Linked DNA regions of Mus musculus: region 1 is linked to region 2. The links are chromatin contacts, called in public HiChIP or PLAC-seq maps. All regions are on one chromosome and are shown on one strand. The core of a region is the stretch at or near the end of the contact, and the rest is flanking DNA. Distances in the headings are between cores, read along the strand shown.

Region 1 (6,169 bases), core at 2,267-4,766, 110 kb after region 2:
TATGTGTTTTTCTGTTGTTTATTCACCCCTCTGTGCTTAGTGCTTCTGTGAGTAACAGGGACTAACAATGATACCTACTTCAGAGGACCACAGAGAGAATGAAATACATAAGTACTCAGGCTATCACTGGCTCATGGTAAGTGCTGTGTTAAGTGCTAACCACAATTACTATCATTTACATTTTTGTAAGTCTCCAGTTTTTTTAAAATTAAAAATAATTTAACATTGAAACCCAGATTTTACATGTTTATAAGCACCATGTGATATTTCATTCTGTATAACTGACATTCAAATCAGGATCTGTCTATCCATCAAGTAAATTCCTGGTGGTGAAAACATTCACGATCTTTTCTTCTAGCTCTGTTGAAATATACAGTCTATTATCATTGTCTTTAGTTGCCCTACTGTGAAACAGGATGCAATAAATGCATCTCACTTATCAAAGCACAGGTCTTTTTATTTTTGCCCGAGTAATCAGTACCCACTTTCTGCCTCGCTCATCACCCTCAGTGCTCAGCTCAATTTAGAGAAAAGTTCAAAACAGTCGAATGGACAGAGCTACCTAAGTAGTAGAATCCTTAAATACAAGTGTTAGTACTTCCAGACAATGGAATGGCATAGATTCCTCAATGTGTGTCTCAGTTAATGACTAAGTCTTTAACACCCCTGACAGATATTAACTAGCAACGTGAAGGCAGGCTGAGTTGAGAAAGAATGTTAAGTATTAACAACTAAAATCCAGTACATAATGATAGAGAATTCTAAGTCATCCTAAATCTTAAGGATTTGAAGATACGTGTCTTTCAGTAGTTTCTAGAAATTTTACAGCAACTGCACATTTTTTTTTTTTTTTTGGTAGACGGGAAACAAACCAATGTAATTTTCTTTTAAAAGTTCAGAGTTCAGATTTTTCTCTCTTATTTATTCTTTGATAATTTGACACATGTATACATCCTATCTACCCTTAATTCCTCCTAACCCTGTCATATCTCTTCCCTCCCCTTCTCTCTCCTCTCATTTGACTGGGAAGGGGATAGAAACACATGTACAAGCATCAACCAAAGAAAGGGGCTTCGTAAGAAATGCAGGAAGTTTCCAGATACTGGTGAGATTGGATGTTTCACTCAGGAATTTAACATGCTCTGAAGTCACTGCCCTCTACCTGGGACAGCCAAGGAATAGGCTGTGGCTGGTGACTACGGTCTGGTGGCCAGAGTCTAGCAGTTGCTAATGAGCTGCTTCAGCTGGCACCCTCTGCTACAGATGCCATTCAGAACCTTCGCTCTGCATAACCATCTACTTGTCTCTTCCATCCACTATTCAGTGTTTGCTCCCATTTCTCCCAAAGTGACTGAGATACTGCACTGGCAATACCGCTTCTTGGCTTATTGTCTTAGCAAAATGGCTCTGTGTCCCAGCTACCTTGGCTTCCCCATCTCAGCTTTTGCCCTCTACTAGCACTCTAGTTTCAAGCATGCACTCACTCTTGGCCCCCAATGCTCAGTGATTCCCCTTAACATCTTAACCCTCATACTGTCCCAGGGAGATGCCAGGCTGTCCACACGGACACCTCTGCTTCCTCCGTGGATCTTTAATGTCTCCCAAGAGTCTACTACCCTCTGGTACCCTGTAGACTGTCCTATAACTTGAGTTCCCACTTTCTGTGAGTAAACAACCACTGGAAGAAAGAACCAGCTTAAAGTCATGCTGCCCATGGGCTCTGACCCACAACACTACAGGTTTAAGAGGATCCTCCTGGTGCCCTGTTTTTTTTTTGTTTTTTTTTTCCCATCTGTAATATGAAGACAGTGTGATATAGTCTGAACTAAACTTCTGGAATGGTCTTCACCTTCTCTGAGGATGCTCTACTTACAACAAGACTCCTCATCACAGATCAATCATCCATTTCCATCTACCATCCCCAGTGCCCCAGAGCAGGTGGCTCCATAGCCCTCCACCAAAAGGTGATAAAGACACAGGCTAATGTAGGCAGAGGCTCCTCCTTAGCCCAGTGAACTTTGACCTTACTTGGAACTTTCTACCTACACATGAAGGATAACCTTCATTCTCAGACTCCCTGACACCTTGTGTGTCACCTCTCATGTGTCACCTTATTTCACCTCACGGGACGTTCTATCACTGTCCATGCCATCAATAGGCTAAGGTCTCCTTGAGGGACCAATGAGGTTTTATTCCACTGCCTGTGCTCTGACAAACAGAGGATGAGCAGGAAGTTAGGCTGAACTGAACTGCCATGGGAAATGAAGTCCATGAGGACCTAAGAGCCCAAAGACACACATTCTTGATGTGTGAGTGTGACTCTCCATCAACCCAGAAAGCTCATCAGAAAGACTAGCTTGTGTGCAGCAGGGAACACAGAACACAAGACCTGGGCGATGAGGCTGAGGACAGAAAGTGTAGCAGAGGGGTGGGTGCAGTCTGTGCACTGGGAAAAGAGGACCAATGAGGGAGGATAAACTTGTGCTCTGTGAAATGACTGTGAAGCAACCCAGGGCACTGCTCTGTCTTTTCCAGCTTTTAACTTGGAAGCACTGAGGAGACCTGGCTCCCTTGTTTTTTACTCTTTGTTTTCTGTTTCTGAGAGGGGCATGTTGCAGTGTGAGGTCTAGGGTAAGCAGGTGAGTCAGGATAATTGAGCTAAAGGTGAGCGAGATCTTGGGTCCACCATCCAGTTTCCTTCATTTGCCTTACTTTGAGTTTGACTGTCCCCCGACCCCCAGTCTTGGTAGACTGCATCTTCTACACAGGTCCCCAGCAGCTAGGAACATGAGAAATGTTCCTAGGGACTGGCTGGGAAACACCCATATGCTTAGGTTGGCTACACATTTTGTCTGCAGCAAACACTATCACTAGGTATCAATCCTTATTTATACTAGAACATTCATTGGGTCTTTCAAACTTTCAAACTGTTTCTCTTATTCCAATAAAATGTCCTGAAATCTCTATTTTTTCCTCTCCTGTCCTTGTTCTAGATAGGCTAAACCAACTCTTCTGAATGATGCTGATTGAATGGTATTTCTGTGTGTGGAAGAGTCTGGAGTGGTCAATATCTTCTCTCTTGTGGTCACACCCTATGTTTGTTCTGGAAATCACAGCCACCTGGAAAGATTGACTTGAAGGCTCCACTGCCTGGAGGTGCCGACCCCCAAGTGAAGTGACTTCTTATCCACAAGCCTTTGTGGCAGGTGTGAACATTGCATCCTTCCTCTCGGGTTCACAACCCCCCTTCTCTGCCCCAGTCACTATCTTTGGTGTACCACTTCCCCCTCCAACATGCACCCCACTTCTCCACTCCATCTCCCTCCTTTCTCTTCCGTGATGTCACTGCTGGGGGGAAGACAGTCTGTCAGGAACTCCTCACTTTCAGCCAACTTCAGTTTCTTTCTCGATGCCATGACATCATCTTTACTCATGAGATTCCGTTTTCCTTCCTGCAACCCCAACCCTTGTCTTAGGCCCCAGAGTCCCTATAAAGAGGGGTTCCCAACTCAGATCAGCACAGCACTCGGCCAGCTTCTGAAGCTTCTGGGCCCTGCAGTCCCAGCTCTGTGCAAACCTAACCCCGAGCAACACCATGAAGCTCTGCGTGTCTGCCCTCTCTCTCCTCTTGCTCGTGGCTGCCTTCTGTGCTCCAGGGTTCTCAGCACCAAGTAAGTTGACTCTTCCAGCTGCTTCCAGCCCCCACCTAGTCCAGTCTTCCAACTGGGGTCAGCTCAATAGTCAGGCTTGGGCAGGGGAACCAGAGGGAGCTGGGAAGATTCCCAAGTCTGTTGTTAAACATGGAATCTTCCAGACAGCCATTAATCCTTAAGCTCCCAAAAGAGGGAATCCTTCACAGCCAATGGTCAGATATTGAATCAGCTTTCTCTCTGGTTTAAACTTGTTTGTCTTTATGCCTTGATTTCCCCACCTTTAATATGAAGCAATTGAGAGGTGTTCTGAGTTTTGATCTAGTTTCAATCTTCTAGATTTCTTTCCCCTTCTTCTTAGAGAAGTATCTAGTTAGAGTAGAAATATCATTCTGGGCTGGAGAGATGGCTCAATGGTTAAGAGCACTGACTGCTCTTCCAGAGGACCTGAGTTCAATTCCCAGCAACCACATGGTGGCTCACAACCATCTGTAATAGGATCCGACGCACTCTTCTACTGTGTGTCTGAAGATAGCTGCAGTGCACTCATATAAATAAATAAAAGTTTATTAATCAATTAGTTAATTAATTAAAAAGAAAAAGAAGTCTCATTCTGGGTGGATGACCATAGATTTCAGGGACCATGTTTTGGGTTCCAGTAGTCCATAAGAATGCTCAATGAAGATTTATAATGAACAGTGCCTGGTACAGTTTTGACCTTACCCTCACTTTTCCTTCCAGTGGGCTCTGACCCTCCCACTTCCTGCTGTTTCTCTTACACCTCCCGGCAGCTTCACAGAAGCTTTGTGATGGATTACTATGAGACCAGCAGTCTTTGCTCCAAGCCAGCTGTGGTGTAAGTACACATTGGGATGAGGGCAAGATTCGAAAAGGGCCAGGTTCAGGTGAAAATGTTATCTAACTGACGGGGGTCAATTCTAAGGGTTGAAGCTCTGCCAAAGAACAGTGAGGTCATGGGGTTCTGGTGGCTGCTGGATGGGCAGTAAAGTGTGGAGTCAGGAATGGCTTTTGGGGAGGAAGTTGCTACACGCTACGGAACTAGAAAACAGAAGATGACGCATACATACTATTTAGATAGATTGCTTAAACTATGTTAGAAGAGCATGTAGAAAGGGCATTTGAAAAATTGGGAGACATATTCATATTGATTATCAAGCCTGTTGTTTTCTAATATAGGGAACCCCTGAGGCTGCAGCTACACCTATGGGTCAGAGTTATAGGGGGTCTAATGTAGGGTCATCCAGAAAGGATGATGTACTATGGCTACCCATACAAACAATGGTCAAGCAGAACATGATTTCCAAGTCTGCTGTTAAATAGAGTCTATCAGACAGTCATTAGTCCTTAAGCGTCTGTTTCCTTAAGAATTAACAGCCAATAGAGGGAGATGGTGGACTGGAAGTCAGATATTGAATGAGCTTTCTCTCTGGTTTAAATGTGTTTGTCTCTATGGCTTGATTTCAAAGGCATAGGCATATGTCTTGAGGCAAAGGACAGTGGTAGATGTCCTCTAAGGTCCCATGGGGTTCTCATCTGTGCTCTCTTTCTTTTACAGATTCCTGACCAAAAGAGGCAGACAGATCTGTGCTAACCCCAGTGAGCCCTGGGTCACTGAGTACATGAGTGACTTGGAGTTGAACTGAGCAGCTCCAGCGGCAGGGCAGGAGGAGCCACTTCAGGAGAGGCCTCCTCAGCCCTGATGCTTCTCACTGAGAAGCGTCCTTGCTCCTCACGTTCAGATTTCCTGCCCCTCTTCTTAATTTAAATCTCTGTGTAGACTTTGTTTTGTTTTTTTGGGGGAGTATTATTTCTATTATTTATGTTTTAGTTATAGGACGCGTGTCTCCCATGGAGATGGTCCACCATTGCTGTTTCTCTGCTATTGTGGATATGACTGTGAAATTGATTTCATGCATTTTCATAATAAATCTTTCTTTAAGATATAGTTGTGATTTTGCCTTGATTCTGATTTAGGTTGAAACCACCTGGTGCTATTAGGTATAAACCACAGTTACTGAGTAAATGCTGAGACCCTTACAAGTGCTCTTGGCTATGTGCTCTCAAAAATTCTGCCAAACCTGATAGGTGGAACAACAATATGAACTAACCAGTACCTCCAGAACTCGAGTCTCTCACTGCATAGGTTGCAGAAGATGGCCTGGTCAGCCATCATTGGGAGTAGAGGCCCCTTGGTCTTGTAAAGTATACCCCAGTAAAGGGGAATGCCAGGGCCAAGAAGTGGGAGTGGGTGGGTAGGGGAGCAAGGTGGAGGGAGGGTACAGGGAACTTTCAGGATAACATTTGAAATGTAAATAAAGAAAATATCTAATAAAAGTAAAAAATAAAAAAAAATAAATGAAAATAATAATATTCAAAAAAGAGAAAAATATTCTGTCAATACTTCTAATGAAAATGGTATTTTATTTATTTATTTTTTTAATCATTTTATTCATTTACATTTCAAATTATATCTGCCTTCCTGATAACACCTCCACAAC
Region 2 (5,697 bases), core at 1,629-4,128:
CTGTAGAATTGTGATCTCAGGAAACGGAGGAAACCACAGTAGTCAGAAGGTGAGTCTCTGCCCTTTCCCCTGCCTTCTCCTCTGATGAAAAAGGGCAGACCCTCATTCCAGAGGAGCTTCTCGCAGACCCAGAGGCCAAGAAGAACCAGCACACACAGCTTTAAGTCTGTGCTTGTCTCATTTGTGACTTCCTACAGCATGGGCTTTTGTCCCTTACTGGGACTTCTGCATGCTGTCCACGAAAACATAATTTTCCCTAGTTTTTATTCTGAAGGCTCTAGGTCATATAGCAGTTAGATTAAATATATTTACATTCTCTTGTTTTTTTTCTAAACCATACCATCTCTGTAATATTTTATTACTATTTTATGTGTAGGTATCTTGCCTCCGTGTATGTCTCTGGATCGTGTAAGTGCTGGGAATTGAACCATGATCCTCTAGAAGAATTGCCAGTGTTCTTAACTGCGGAGCCCATCTCTCCAGCCTCTGCTTTTGTTATGTTAATTTACCTTTTTGCAGTAGACTCTGGGCTGCAAGCTTTGCAGTACACAAGTGTGTTAGTTAGTTTGATGCCAACTTGACACAAGTTAGAGTTATCTGAGAAGAAAGATTCTCAGTCGAGAAAATGCCTCCATAGACTGGCCTGTAGGCAAGTCTGTTGGAGTATATTGCCTTGATTAATAATTGATGTGAGAGAGGAGGACATCCCCAGGCACGCCACCACTGGGCAGGTGGTCATGACCTGTTCTAAGAAAACAGCTGAAGGGCTAGAGAGATAGGTAAGTGGTAAGAGCCCTGGCTGGGCTTCCAGAGAACCCAGGCTTAAGTCCCAGGGCTCATCTCATAACCACCTGCAACTCCAGTTGCCAGGCACCAGGCAAGCACACAGTGCACAGACATACATGCACGCAGACAAAACACCCATACACAGAAAATGAATAATAAATAAATAAATAATATTTTTAAAAAGAAAGAAATCAGGCTGAGCAAGCACAAAGAGCTAGCTGGTACCAGCACCCCTGAGAGGCCCCCAGGTCCTGCCCTGACTTCCCCCAGTGATGGAGTGTGACCTGGGAATTGTAAGTTGAAATGCAGCTTTACGCTGGTGTTTCTCTGTTGATTAGGTATTCTGATACAGAGATATGCCCCCCGCCCCCCGTGTATAGAGTTTCTCTTGTCTAGCTGTGAATTTCTCTTACAAAAGGGTCCTTTTCTTGTCCACCTGTGCCTGCTGTTCCCCAAAATAATAACAACAAGGTAATCCTTGTGCCAAAGAGGTCTGTTTGGGATAGCATCCCCTGGAGTGATATGTCCTGCAGCCTGTTTATCTGTATTGAAACTTCACTCCACAAGCTTGTCATCTAGGGACTATTTTCAAGATTGGGGACAGTGAAACTGAGAACATAACAGATTTTCCCAGAACGTAACAGATTTCCCTGTGGTAAATAGATCAGGGTTCCAATTTATCACGCCTCTCAGCAACTGACTAGTACATCCACTCTTTTCACTTGTGATTCAAGACTCAGCCATGACTCTTGGTTTGGTCAATCGGCTAGTTAAGTACATGCACAGACGAGACTGCATCTCTCAGTGTCTCTGTTAGCACCACAGAAAGGTAGGCCTTGGCTGGCCTGCTGGTCTTCAGCACACTAGCTCTTTTGGCCACGATTAGTAGAGCTCAGGTCAGGTTTAGAGGGTGCGACCTGGGGTCAAGTGAGATGAATCCTTTTGTACACTGGGGGTTTGCAGTTGCTAGCCTTTATGTCCTGAGTGATGGGGCTGGGATTTGAACTGAGGTTTGTGTGATACGCACTCTTGTGCTGTACACCAGTGCCTTGTGGGAGATGTGTGCGAAGGCAGCACATAGCTCTCTGGCTTCCATCCTTGCCTGTGCTGTGTTTCGTGACTTCTGTGTGTAACCCACCTGAAGAACATTGATACTGGAGTCTGACGTGGGGGGGGGGGTGATTGGCAGTGGGGCAGGCTACTCAGCATTTGTTTTCCTGGATGAGCAATGCATTAAAGCCCAGTCTATATTTTTAAATCACTCAAGCAGGTCTATGGTAGGCTTCAGAAGTAAGAGTGGTTTTTCACAGTTATTTATTTGTATAGCACAGCATGTGGAAGTCAGAGGATAATTTTCAAAAGTTGATTTCTCTCCTTCCATCATGAGAGCTCTAGGGATGGAACTCAGGTTGTTAGGCCTGGGGGCAAGCGTTTCAACCCCCTGGGCCATCTCACTGGCTGGGCTTTTGTTTCTTACAGCTTTATAGTTCCTCCCTGGTGATGCCCTTATCTCTGTTGCTTGAGGTTGGGTCTCACTTCCTGTTGAGTCATTTTGGATCTTATCTTGGACAAGTGAGTATGGGGGTGACTCTGTGAGTATGGTGGTGACTCTGGAGATTCTACCGCACTGCTCTGATGAGTTTCTGTCTTTGTCTCACCAGACCACAAGCTCGGGTTCAAACTGCACCCTGTCGTGGATAGCGGCTCAGATCTTGGTCTATTTCTTTCGCTGCCAAATGCTTTCAGTCTAACTGAAGTTTGTTTGGTTCAAGCCAGAAGCTTAGACTAAGTGTGTACAAAGAATTTGGGATTTCCCCTCTGTTGGCTTCTCTTTTCTGTGGTTCCCCTCTATTCTCCAGTGGTGACTGTTGCTCCAGGTTCCTTCCTTTGGGCCACTGTCCAGAAATACCACATAGTTTCTACTAAGGTTTTAACGAATTATATCTACCCTCAATGGCAGCTTTAATTGATGTCACATTACTAGAGATTTTTAAGGTCAAAGCCTGGATCCCGGTTACCCCAACAAGCTCTCAAGACACCCGGCTAAAGAGGCAAGCCATTCAACAAAGCAGAGCTCATGGAGGCTCACAGAGACTGAAGCAGCGATCGTGGAGCTTGCGTGGCTCTTCTGCACTAGGTCCTCTACATATATGATACGTGGCTGTTAGCTCGGTGTTGTTGTGGGACCCCTAGCAATGGGAGTGGGGTGTCTCTGACACTCTCATCTCTCACTCTTGGGACCCTTTCCTCCTATTGGGCTGTCTCACCCAGCCCTTACATGAGGGGTCATGCCTGGACTTACTGTGTCTTTTAGGCCATGTTCAGAGGATATTCCAGGAGGTCTGCTCTTTCCTAAAGAGAACTAGAAGAGGAGTGGAGTTAGGGGAGAGGGGAGGTGGAGTTAGGGAGAGAGGAAGGAGTGGAGAGAAGGGAAACTGTGGTCGGGATGTATTGAAAGCAAAACAGAGAGAGAGAGAGAGAGAGAGAGAGAGAGAGAGAGAGAGAGAGAGAGAGAGAGAGAGAGAGAGAGTCATAATGAAAAGCAGAGAAAAGCTGGACGTGGTGGCGCACGCCTTTAATCCCAGCACTCAGGAGGCAGAGGCAGGCGAATTTCTGAGTTCGAGGCCAGCCTGGTCTACAAAGTGAGTTCCAGGACAGCCAGGGCTATACAGAGAGACCCTGTCTCGAAACCCCCCCCCCCCCCCCACAAAAAAAAAAACCAACAACAACCTACTCTCTTAGTTAGGTTTTTACTGCTGTAAAGAGACACCATGACAGGGCAACTCTTATAAAGAACATTTAATTAGGGTTTAATTGAATTAGGGCTGGCTTACTGGTTCTAAGTTTCCATTATCATCATGACATGAAGCATGGCAGCATCCAGGCAGGCATGGTGCTGGAGGAGCTGAGAGTTCTACATCTTGTTCTGAAGGCAAACAGAAGACTGGCTCCCACGTCGCTAGGAGGAGGGTCTCCAAGCCTACCCGCACCGTGGCACACTTTCTCCAACAATACCACACCCACTCTAACAAGGCCACACCACCTAATACTGCCACTCCCTAGGCCAAACATATTCAAGCCACCACACCTGCCAAGTCGTCCTAACTCAGGGTTTCCCCTTTTCCCTTTATGAACTGTCATTTACCTATGGGCTACTTCTGTCTCCTCTTTAGCCAGAGGCAGTCATTTGGCCCTCTGGGGCAAATACCCCTTCCCTCCTCTCCCTTGTTCTTTTCCCCTTCTCCCTTATTCTCTATCTCATGTCCTTGTCTCTTATTCCCTGCCCTCTGTCCCTCTGAGGTAAATAAATCTCCTTTGTGCTGAGGACTTGGTCTCGGTGTTCCTGTGCTGACTCCGATCCTTTCACTGTTTGCATGTTGTCCAGCTGTGATCTTGCGCGCGCTTGACTGGCCAGGAAGAACGACGCTGCAACAGGATCCTTCCGCACACGTTTATTGGGAGAGCTTGATTGCAGAGGCAAAGAGACCCCAAGCCCAGAACTGGTGCTGCTTATATATGCCTAGGAGAGGCGTGTCTCACATCTGATTGGTTAACTTGTCTCTCATCTGATTGGTTAACTTTGGTTAATTCTCAAAACCTCATCTTGGCAAAAGAACCTTTACTGCCTGTGTATGTGTGGTGGCCAGCAGTAGCCAACTGCCACTCTGTAACTGCCACTCTGTAACTGCCACTCTGTAACTGCCCCTCTGTAACTGCCACTCTGTAACTGCCACTCTGTAACTGCCACTCTGCAATGGCTTCCCACACTGTGAGCCTCTGTTTTAATTACCATCTACTTCCAGAAGCCTCTCTGAGGAGTTGAGTGGCGCGCTAATCTATGGCTATAGCAATATGTCATTAGGGCTCGTTTTATGACTATGTTTATTTAACAGAGTAGTAGTAGTAGTAGGTTTTTCCCATGGCCTATCTTGTCTCAGGTCCTTAGCCTCAGAGCCAGAAGAGGGGAAGCTCCCAGATGAGTATCAATTCGATTTCTCCACGTTCTGTAATGTAAGGATGTGGTATCCTCAGCCATGGTGCCTTAGTGTTGTAAAGAATAACCAAGCTTGTAATGTTGGGGGAGTCTATGGGACTCCTAGGGCAAACTACTCAAAAAGATGTAACCCATTCCTGCCACTGCTGCCACTGGGGTTTTTAGTTTGGTAGCATGTGATGCCTCGTTGGGGTATTATCTCTCCTATTACACGGTATCTTCACTTACAACTCTTTATATATATGTATTTATTTTAGGAAGATACTACGGCAGTGATTTTCATGTGGGCTTTCAAAAGGTCTTTAGTGTTAGTTTTCCCTGATGTTAAGATAAAAGCATGACGAAATAGGAAACAAGACTTTAAATTACTGTCATTAATTTTTTCCAATTTTTATTAGGTATTTACTTCATTTACATTTCAAATGCTATCCTGAAAGTCCCCTATACCCTCCCACCACCCCCTCCCCTACCCACCCACTCCCACTTCTTGGTCCTGGTGTTTCCCCTGTACTGAGGCATATAAAGTTTGCAAGATCAAGGGGCCTCTCTTCCCAATGATGACCGACTAGGCCATCTTCTGCTACATATGCAGCTAGAGACACAAGCTCTGTGGGTACTGGTTAGTTCATATTGTTGTTCCACCTATAGGGTTGCAGACCCCTTCAGCTCCTTGGGTACTTTCTCTAGCTCCTCCATTGGGGGCCCTGTGTTCCATCCAATAGCTGACTGTGAGCATCCACTTCTGTGTTTGCCAGGCACTGGCATAGCCTCACAAGAGACAGCTATATCAGGGTCCTTTCAGCAAAATCTCGCTGGCATATGCAATAATGTCTGCATTTGGTGGCTGATTATAGGATGGACCCCCGGTTGGATTAGTCTCTGGATGGTCCATCTTTTCGTCTCAACTCCAAACTTTG

The links. HiChIP or PLAC-seq counts read pairs in DNA pulled down with a chosen protein or histone mark.
Region 1: a contact with region 2 is called in an H3K27ac HiChIP or PLAC-seq map of microglia, with 4 times the contacts expected there. The contact joins the promoter of Ccl4 here to the enhancer-like site in region 2. A contact is called at or near these places in 12 of 39 promoter capture datasets (the C10 cell line, the HPC-7 cell line, cranial neural crest and 8 more), 6 of 484 Hi-C or Micro-C datasets (CD8 T cells, the G1E-ER4 cell line, bone marrow-derived macrophages and 2 more), 6 of 115 datasets of contacts at active chromatin or transcription factors (the HPC-7 cell line, acute myeloid leukemia, bone marrow-derived macrophages and 3 more) and 3 of 9 other capture datasets (adipose tissue, embryonic stem cells and liver).

Annotation. Positions count from the first base shown.
Region 1 is chr11:83,659,068-83,665,236 of GRCm38.p6, forward strand. Ccl4 (chemokine (C-C motif) ligand 4) reads left to right here and starts at 3,517. Exons shown (of 3, transcript NM_013652.2): 1 at 3,517-3,671; 2 at 4,392-4,506; 3 at 5,227-5,616. The coding sequence starts at 3,596. The coding sequence ends at 5,314.
Region 2 is chr11:83,547,948-83,553,644 of GRCm38.p6, forward strand. No RefSeq gene overlaps it. Among named protein-coding and RNA genes, the nearest start is that of Ccl5, 20 kb to the left of the region's middle. Within about 2 kb of position 2,879, at least 95 of the 459 cell types and tissues checked have an H3K27ac peak or open chromatin away from gene starts, as enhancers often do. A contact at or near this core is called in CD8 T cells, the G1E-ER4 cell line, the HPC-7 cell line and 6 more, where this site is marked.